Linked DNA regions of Zea mays: regions 1 and 2 are each linked to region 3. The links are chromatin contacts, called in public Hi-C maps. All regions are on one chromosome and are shown on one strand. Each heading gives the region's core, a stretch centred on a gene start, on an enhancer-like site or on the middle of the called end of the contact. The rest is flanking DNA. Distances are from core to core; before and after follow the strand shown.

Region 1 (2,819 bases), core at 187-2,686, 130 kb after region 3:
CTTGAACGAGAATACCTGTACACCAATCAAACAAAATCTGAGGAAAGTAATAAAAACTTAGAAGTGGAATTGTAGTTTCCCATGAATTTGGAGTTTAGCACATATAGACACTAAATACAGTCAAACAAAATTAAATTAGGAACTTTATTATTATGTATAAAAAGCGTATTATATTTGATACGGGTATAAGTGTTCCTTCTTCTCGAAAGAACATGCAAATAACGTCCCTTCATTATGGTTTTTGCTGTAGCTAGTAACACAGGGAAAAAAACAAGTATAGCAGACCAGGTACAAATTATCAAGACCCTCAATCATACTGCAGTTCACAAGCCTAGCGTGTTGAGCTTTGAGATTCTAAAGAAACTAAAGCTACTATAGACTTATGGAATCAAGTTTTCAGACTGTAAGCTACCAAAAAAAACAGCCACCTCGAGGTTTCAGTACTCCTAGTATCAGCGATAATAAATAACGAGTCAAAAGTGCAAAATATCATGCAACGTCTATCCTCCTCGAAGAAAGCGTGACAACAACCTATCAAAGCCAAGGTGGAGAATTAAAGGGAATGTCTGAGTACCTATCCCCGTGATTCTGCGAGTCCAAGCATCCTGTTGAAACCCGGTGAACAACACGACAGTACCAAGGTAAACCCCCAAATTCCCAAGATATGACACTGAACAAGGTCATTGGCGAGTGCAAATCTATCCCACTAACACAAGTAGAAGCTGAAACATCGAGACCCCAGCATCTCCAAGAAATGGTGCTGTTTTTTTTTGGAATAAAAGTACGCAAATATCCAGGTCCATAACCAAGAAAAGGTGACGGCGTAAGGAAACGATTGGCTGCGCAACGTTGTCGATTACCGGCTGCAGGTCCTCGCGCTTGATCCAGAGGTTGACCCCAAGGCGATCGGAGAGCTTGGTGGCGAGCTGCAGCGGCGACTCGATTGCCACATCGTACACCTTGGACGACAGCACGCTGGTGAGGTACTCCATCGCACCGGGGCCTCCTCCTTCCCCCACGGCGTCCCCGAACCCTTCCCCATCCGCCGCGCCCGCGCCGCGCTCCCGGAAGCCCGCCACGAGGCACCCGCTGTCCCGCTGCAGCGACTCCGGCACCACCCGCAACATCGGCGTCGGCGGCGGCGCCGGGACGGCCGTGAGCCCCGTCTCAGCGGCCGTCGTCGCCGCGGCGGCGGCGGGGGCTACGCAGGAGGGCCTGCGCGCGTCGTGGCGGAGGGAGGCCGCGGGGAAGGAGGCTGAGTGCGAGGCGGCGGTGGCGGTGGAGGCGGCCGCCATGGTGGTGCTGGTGGCTGGTGCCCTCGTCGAATTCCTCTGATTTGTTTTCCTCTCGTTATGCGTCCGGAGTCCGGTAAAGCCTAATGCGTCGTCACAACAAGTCACAACTCACAAGCGCGGGATGATATTATATATCTGTGTGATGTGGCGGGTGCGCGGGGCAGAGCAGGACCTTTGGACGCTTGGACCTTGGTCGCGGGCCTCGCGTGCCTGTGGGGGCGGCGGGGCGGGCGGGCGGGCGTGAGGGGTGCAGTGGAGTCCGGGGCCCGCGCGGGATCAGGACGTCAGGATCCCCGTATCCGTCCGCAAATTCACGCGCGCCCTCCTCTTCCTTAGCTTTCCTACCGTCGTTTTCCGCGCCTGGGCCGGGCATGCTTAACACGAGCCCGACGAGACCGGCCCGTCGGCGGCTCCGCGAGTACGAACGGGCTTCGCTGGAAGTCAGAGGCCGTGCCGGCCGCCGGTGAGCGTTCGACAGTTCAGCGACAACTTTTGGAGGGCGCTATCCTCGTTGGGAACACGTCACACGTGCCATACCATCGAATATAACTTGACGAGTCTCGAAACTCTGTGTTCTGGGTTCGAGATCAACATTGCCAAATCCGGGTGCGTGCGACGAAAATCGGGGAATACGTGTGTCAAATCAGACGCATCTACAATTTATAAAGATAAAACACTCTAGAAGCAAGCGAACAGGCGTCTGATATATTCTTATCGGTGATTAGATTTGGTCTAAGAGCATCTAAAGTTTTCAAAAACCTGCCTCCACCCGATATTTTTTAGATGGAAAAAACTATTCCTTACTAACTTTCTACTTTAACTCCTTTTTGTTTTAAGAAAATCACTCAATCGTGTAAATATATACACACATGTATCGATCCAACTATTGACGCCGATCCGGGCGTCAATCACTGCGTTAAGTACTGGCGGTGGTGCTCTCTACGGAAGCGCGGACAGTCCGTGGCCAGGGGCCGGACGGTCCACGACCTGGTGCAGAGGCTAGTTCCCTGTCTGACGGGCTGGACGGTCCGCGCGTGCGTAGGGGCGGCGGAGTTCACCGACAATGCCCGGATCTCGCTCTCGAGAGGGACCTCGTCGGGGAGGAAAGATTCTAGGCCTTGTCTAGGGTCGGCAGGTTATCCTAGACACCTCTAATCGATGTAGAGCCGAAGAGAAACGGAGAATTTGGGGTTGAGGAAGGCTAATCTAGGGCTAAACTAGAACACTCCTAATGCCTAAGGTAAAAATGAGATGTAAACTGATTATTGATTCGATTGTTGATGATTCAATCGGCAGTAGCCCTCCATATATATAGAGGGGGAGGTCTGGACCCGTTACACGCGATCTCCCGAGCTAATTCCGCGGATCTAGCTAACCAATCCCGCAAGAAACTTGGAACCCTAACTGATCCTGTGCGCGCACGGACCATCCGCGCCACCAGTGCGAACCATCCGCCCTGCCAGTTTTGGTGCCCAACATATGCCCCATGCCTTTTGGAGGAGCTGAGCGAACCAAAAGCAACTA
Region 2 (3,137 bases), core at 164-2,663, 170 kb after region 3:
TATGTACACACTTAGATGTTGCTGTAAAGAATATTATGAGTAGTTATAAAACAGTTTTTGGATATACCATGAAACATAGGATGTGATGTGAGCGAATCAATACGGAATTTGTCGCTTCTACATAACGGGAGAGATCTCTATAGCCCTCAATATGGTCAGATTAATAAAGTTCATAACCATGACAATATGATTAAATAGTTAATCATGACATGACTAAAGATTTAGTCACAAGTTGTAATTTACTAGAAGATCGGGTGAAATGTTGAGCTATTACAAGGGTGGCTAATGGATCGTACACTTAAGGGGTAAGAACAGTCACATAGATGATTGACTCTTGTACACATGAGAGATTGTTGAATATATGTCGAAGAGGCAATCATGATCTAAAAGAATACTAATGAGCCTTTAGATTAGTAGATTAGCAGGAGTTTATATATACAAAAGGGTTGACATGCTAGAGAGGGCCATCGTTGGCACCTCTCTCTATAAGGTTGCGGGCACCCAAGACACCACCGTTGTTTCTCTTGTTGCATGTGTGATGCGAGCACACTCACGTCACAACATTTTATTTCTGCACATGTGGATACCGTAAAGACACTGTTGTTGTTGTTGTTACAGTGTCAATCAACAACTAGCTTGACGAACACGGACGAATGTGTTGTTGCTGTTACATGAGGGCGTATGTCGACGCGCTCTTCTTTCGATGTGTCGTGCATCATATAGTAATGATTCATGACCCTCTACTCATACAGTATTTTTTTGGTTGAACATGATAAATATGCTAGTGCATAGCGTATATATTTCGCTACCTTTTGTCCATACCTGATAGCGTGATGCTGTTCTGTACGCTGAGGAATAAAAAATTCAGCATCAATCATCACAATCCTTGCAATGCAAAAACAAAAAAGGAAAACATTAGCGTGGATTCCATTGGTGATGATATTTTTAAGCCGAACAACAGACAACAGTGTGAATATGAGGTAATCAGTATAATGCCGACGGCAAGCATAATATATTGGCTCTTGTCCCATGCATGAGGCGTCGCGAGCAGGTGGTATATAAATCACATATGAATATATGGTAGGAAGCGTGCAGCAAGTGAAGATTTGAACTCATGGAATCTTCGTAACATGTTTAATAAGAAAACAAGCGGGACCTTCTCATCTCACCCATAGACCTCTTCAGACGAAGCATCCAAATTGCACGACACAGTGTAAGGCAAGTTGCGAGAGATACAGAGACAAGTCAGCCTCATTGTTGCACGAAAAGATTGAAGAGCACGTCCAGTCTGGCAAATCAGTACAGGGCCTCAAAAGCTCTCTACCCTGATTCTGGGGCTGTTCACGCCGAGCTGGAGGAGCAGAAAGCAAGAACCTTTCTGGCCTGGTTTCGGACGCGCAACGGCCAACGCCCGAGGCGTGCACGTGAAAACGGGTCCCCGTGAAAACAGAACACGACACACATCCCACGCTCAACACAGCAGAGGAGGACCACATTGCGGCTCCAGGTCTTATAATTCAATCTGGGTGCGACAAACTCGGCCCAAAGCACGAGCCTTTTACGACATTTGAACCGTTTTGAAACAGGGAGGTGTTTTGTTTGTACAGTGATAAACTAAACCAGAATATCAGGTCCAGTGGGTCGTCTACCCACTCTATCCTACCCACAGGTAAACAAACACAGAAACATAGCACCACTGGCACGAGGTATTATTTCTGTTCTCCAACCCTGAAAAGGTGCACAAAATCAAAAGCACAGCTGACAGGTGTAAGGTGTTACCTCTTGGAGTGCTCAAAGGCCTAAACACTACATGATTTTGTACAAAACTGCCTGGCTGTATTAGGCGGCTAGGCGTATTTCACTGCAGTCCAGACTCTAAACATATATCTTAATATAAATTGTTAATTGAAGAATCTTTTTCTTAAAAAACGATGATCAGTAGTAGTTACATGATTCCTTCAGAATGCACGATATAGTATGAGGCCAAAAATATCAGCCCCGCCCCAAAAGTCCGCTGCTGGGTCCATCTCCATCCATAATCTCAATAAATTCTACAACTAAAACCTGCCATAAATTTCATGCTAGAGATCCTCCTAATCTAGATCACTGCAAAAGCACAGACTGTTCAATCCTAACATCTTCATATGGACCAAAACTAAGCTTCACATAAAGTACACAATGTCCATAAACTAAGCTTTGCAGTAAATAGTATATGTATGCTTATTGTGAACAGACAACTGGTGTCACGCATGGACCAAAATATTCTAAACATTTTTTTTTGCCAAGCTCCTTATGTCAGTAACAGTAAACTTCATATAATGGTATAGCAATTCAGTATTCTAGGCATGGCAAATTATCATGTTATAGATACCAAACGTTCATATACTGAAACAGAGTCGTCATGAGCAACAATGGCACTGATCCGAGAGAACAAGTGCACCTTAACTGAAAAAGTAATGCTAAAAGTATCACCAGGAACCCCCTGTCCCAAATCAACCAACCACAACCAACCAACCAGAAAGATGTAGCAGAGGAAGGGGAGCCGATGGCATCGTCATTAGAAGAGGCATACATGATAGATACAGAGAGATGAATGGAGGATGAACGACAAAGGACAAAGCGAAGTGCTCGACTTCTCATCCAAGAAGAGGCGTAGATGATATATAGTTTGATGCACTCTAATACATTTAGTATTAATGCTTTGACATGTATGATATGCATTTTGCTTTACATACTTATGATTGTGTTTAATTCATGTGCATATGTATAGTGATATGGATTGTGTTTTAATTTCATATTTAATAACATGCCACAAATTATTGTTTACGACTCTTCACTTGATATCTGTTCAAAAAGAACTTAACTTGTCATGTACATGAGCTAAAACTTAATTCTACATGGTACATGACTATATATTTTTGTTATATGGACTTACTCCAACATCTTATGTTTTAACTCCAAAAGTTCATACAAACAAAGTCCCTTAAAAACCTTACTCCTTTCACATTACTTAAGATAATATTGTCATCAAACACCAAAAAGAGGGAGATTGAAACCATCTAGACCCTCAATGGTTTTAGTGATTAATGGCAACATAATGTTATTTTGACTAACATGTATTTTGTAGAGGTAAATTT
Region 3 (2,928 bases), core at 352-2,851:
CCACGTGTCGCGATCTGATTGGTCCACGTGTGCTAGTCGTTGCAACTAGCCGTTTTTGACCGTTTGGAGTCCAAAAAAATTGCAAAAAATCACAAATTTCATCCCCAATCCCTCTATATATACCCCTACCCGGGTGGAGCTCATTCCACACACCATTCCATCTCATTTTTCTCTTCCAAACTCCCCTTTCTTCACACAATGTCGGGTTGGTCCCCAGATTTGAACACCTTCACGGATCTCTTGCAGTCCGATGGGTCACCTACAACCCTTCCGTTAGATGAGTCTTCTTCACTACATCGTCGCTCCGATGTTTCAGCCTCACTCTCCCGTGCACTATTTTAATTATTATGTACTTTGTAATTTTTAATTCAATAAAAAATATTATGTTGTGTGTTTTCTGAGCGTTGAAATAAATCCGCGTGAATTACTTAATTCTGAAATAGAAAAGCTGACGTGGCTATAGCCTGAGGCTGTAGCCTGCTGCAGCCTGTGCACTGGAGCAGCAGGGGCGAGAGTGGAGGCGAGAGCTGACGTGGCAGGGGCAAGAGGGAGGCTGTGCATGTAGTCTGAGAGCTGACGTGGCAGGGGTGAGAGGAGGATAGTGCACTGGAACCAGCCTTACTGGAAGCATGTAATAGTAAATGGCATCATACATTAATACCATAACTCATACATCACTAAGTCATTTAGTACATAATATCATCCAATCTCTGGAAAGACGGATGACGCACAATGTTCCATCTGTACCTGTTTTATTTAAGTCTAACTATGAGCTTCCCAACAAGCAGACAGTGATCTTAGTACACTACCCTAACAGAAGTGAAGACAACGAGTAAATTGCTGAGATGAATAATGCAAAACGATCGTCTTACCAAAGTCGGTGAAACGCTTCCGCGGGGCGTGGAGGAACTCAGCATACTCGTGCCCACCATCTGTCTTGTGGAGCTGCAGCACTAAAGGCCGCCTCGTGACAATGCCTAATCAAGAACAAATTGGATCCTTAAGCACCCGAGCGGACCCAAATCGAACGGCACGAGCGTGATTTAGCGGCAGCATTACCAGATCCACGGGGCAGGAAGTCCCTCCCCACTATGCTCTCGAGCACCGACGACTTCCCGGAACTCTGGAGGCATCAGAAGAGAAAACGCAACCAAACGTTAGCGGTTAGCGCGCTGGCCAGATCTGGGACCTGGCTCCTGAGCACGGAGGATCTGGAGGTGGTGGGCGGTGTGTACCTGCCCACCAACGACAGCGACGGAGGGGAGTGCCTCCCAGAGGGAGCCCTCGCCGCCGCCGCCGCCGTGGTCGCCGAGGACGGTGCACGCGCGCTGGATACGGTTCACCAGCCCGATCAGGCTCTCCATGGTCGCCATCCCGGGCGAGGCCGCACGCGATGGTTCGCCCGCGGCTGTGTCAGGCTGCGGTGCTCGTCGACGGCTAGACGCGGGAGGCGGCGGGATCTACGAGTGGGAAACAGAGGAGATAATTGCAGCAACAGAATTTAAAAGCGAGCTTGTAGTTTTGCTTGCGAGGTACCGACCGCTCGGGGTCGGAAGGATGGGTTGCCTGGACGCGGCGTTCGAGCGCTGGTGCTGTTGCCTGTTGAGCCGAATCTGTGCGGGTAGTTACAAAAGGAAAACAAATCAGTGAGAGACTTCGTTTGAAGGACTCCGAGGTGGGGCCAGCCATCCGGGTAGTATGGATATTTTCCTTTGAACGGGTATTTAATAAATTGGTATCAAAGGTACTGATGTATGGCGAATCGAGTCTTCGCACGTTGGATTCATCGACGCATCACGAGCACTTCGCCAGGTTGCACCGTCGTCAAGTCATCATGAACCCCGACACACAAATCATCCTCGACGAGATCGTACGTCGCTTCACCGATAACGACCCCAAGTGGGATCGACGTCTCGCTGCACAAGACAAGGCGATCTCAACACTCGTGGGGGCATAAGAAGGGTTCGTGGTGGCGCAGGAAGGACGTATCAGCGCCTTAGAGAAGACCACGGGCCTGTTCGAAGATTGGCGCAAGAACCTGGAGGGAGTCGTCGACGATTTGCGATTGGAAGTCGGAAATGTTTCCAAGCACTGGGAGCGCGCGCTGATGGACAAGCTGTCATCCATGCCAGGCGTCCTCGCGCCTGCTCCATCAGCTGCCGAGAGTCCACCGGCTAGATCCACAGCCGCTTCGCCCTGTGGGCACCACTTCTAATCAGGGAACCGGGAGATGGGACTTGGGTCGGTAACGACTATTCTCTCTTCCCCGGACAAGGTTATGTTCACCTCTATGAATCCACCCTTGTTTACTTCTCCTCCAGTTGTACATCAGACGTCTGTTCAGTTTCCGAGCACTGATCCAATGCTCATGGGGGGCTAAGTGGTGAAGTTCGTGGTCGCTTATCTAAACTGATTTTTCCTGTGTTTAACGGCGAGAATCCAAAACTGTGGATCTATCGCAGTCAGGATTATTTCGATATGTATTCAGTTGAGCCTCAGCTTTGGGTGCGGGTAGCGTACATGAATTTTGTAGGGGTGGCGGCGCGTTGGTTATCATCTCTAGAAGTTGTCAACACTGCATGTTATGCATCAAACATATTATTTCCTCACCGGCTACTTGAGAAGACTCCCTATGAACCGTTGAATGGGAAAAAGCCAGATGTCTCCTTCTTCCGGATGCTTGGATGCAAATGCTATATCTACAAGAAACGCCATCACCTAGAGAAGTTTCAAAGACGTTGTGACATTGGTTTCTTACTTGGTTATTCATCAAAATCCAAAGCATATTGAGTATTAAATCATGGAACTGGCGTGTTGGAAGAAACATATGATGTGGAATTTGATGAGACTAATGGCTCCCAAGGAGAACTTGAAAATTTTGATGATGTAGGTGATGAACCACTTAGGGAAGCCATGAAGAATATGCCA

The links. A called contact is a pair of places that touch in the nucleus more often than the background predicts.
Region 1: a Hi-C map of leaf shows a contact between it and region 3, with 3 times the contacts expected there. The contact joins the promoter of LOC103643901 here to the promoter of LOC100280709 in region 3. A contact is called at or near these places in 8 of 25 Hi-C or Micro-C datasets (bundle sheath, ear, endosperm and 3 more).
Region 2: a contact with region 3 is called in a Hi-C map of ear, with 2.8 times the contacts expected there. The contact joins the enhancer-like site here to the promoter of LOC100280709 in region 3. A contact is called at or near these places in 7 of 25 Hi-C or Micro-C datasets (ear, leaf and tassel).

Annotation. Positions count from the first base shown.
Region 1 is chr1:274,546,620-274,549,438 of Zm-B73-REFERENCE-NAM-5.0, reverse strand. LOC103643901 (threonine dehydratase 1 biosynthetic, chloroplastic) reads right to left here and starts at 1,436. Exons shown (of 9, transcript XM_008667072.3): 1 at 861-1,436; 2 at 1-15. The coding sequence starts at 1,295.
Region 2 is chr1:274,502,662-274,505,798 of Zm-B73-REFERENCE-NAM-5.0, reverse strand. No RefSeq gene overlaps it. Among protein-coding and RNA genes, the nearest start is that of LOC103643900, 9.3 kb to the right of the region's middle. Within about 2 kb of position 1,413, at least 14 of the 20 cell types and tissues checked have an H3K27ac peak or open chromatin away from gene starts, as enhancers often do. A contact at or near this core is called in ear and tassel, where this site is marked.
Region 3 is chr1:274,675,252-274,678,179 of Zm-B73-REFERENCE-NAM-5.0, reverse strand. LOC100280709 (dynamin-related protein 1C) reads right to left here and starts at 1,601. Exons shown (of 16, transcript NM_001153628.2): 1 at 1,236-1,601; 2 at 1,060-1,123; 3 at 873-977. The coding sequence starts at 1,373.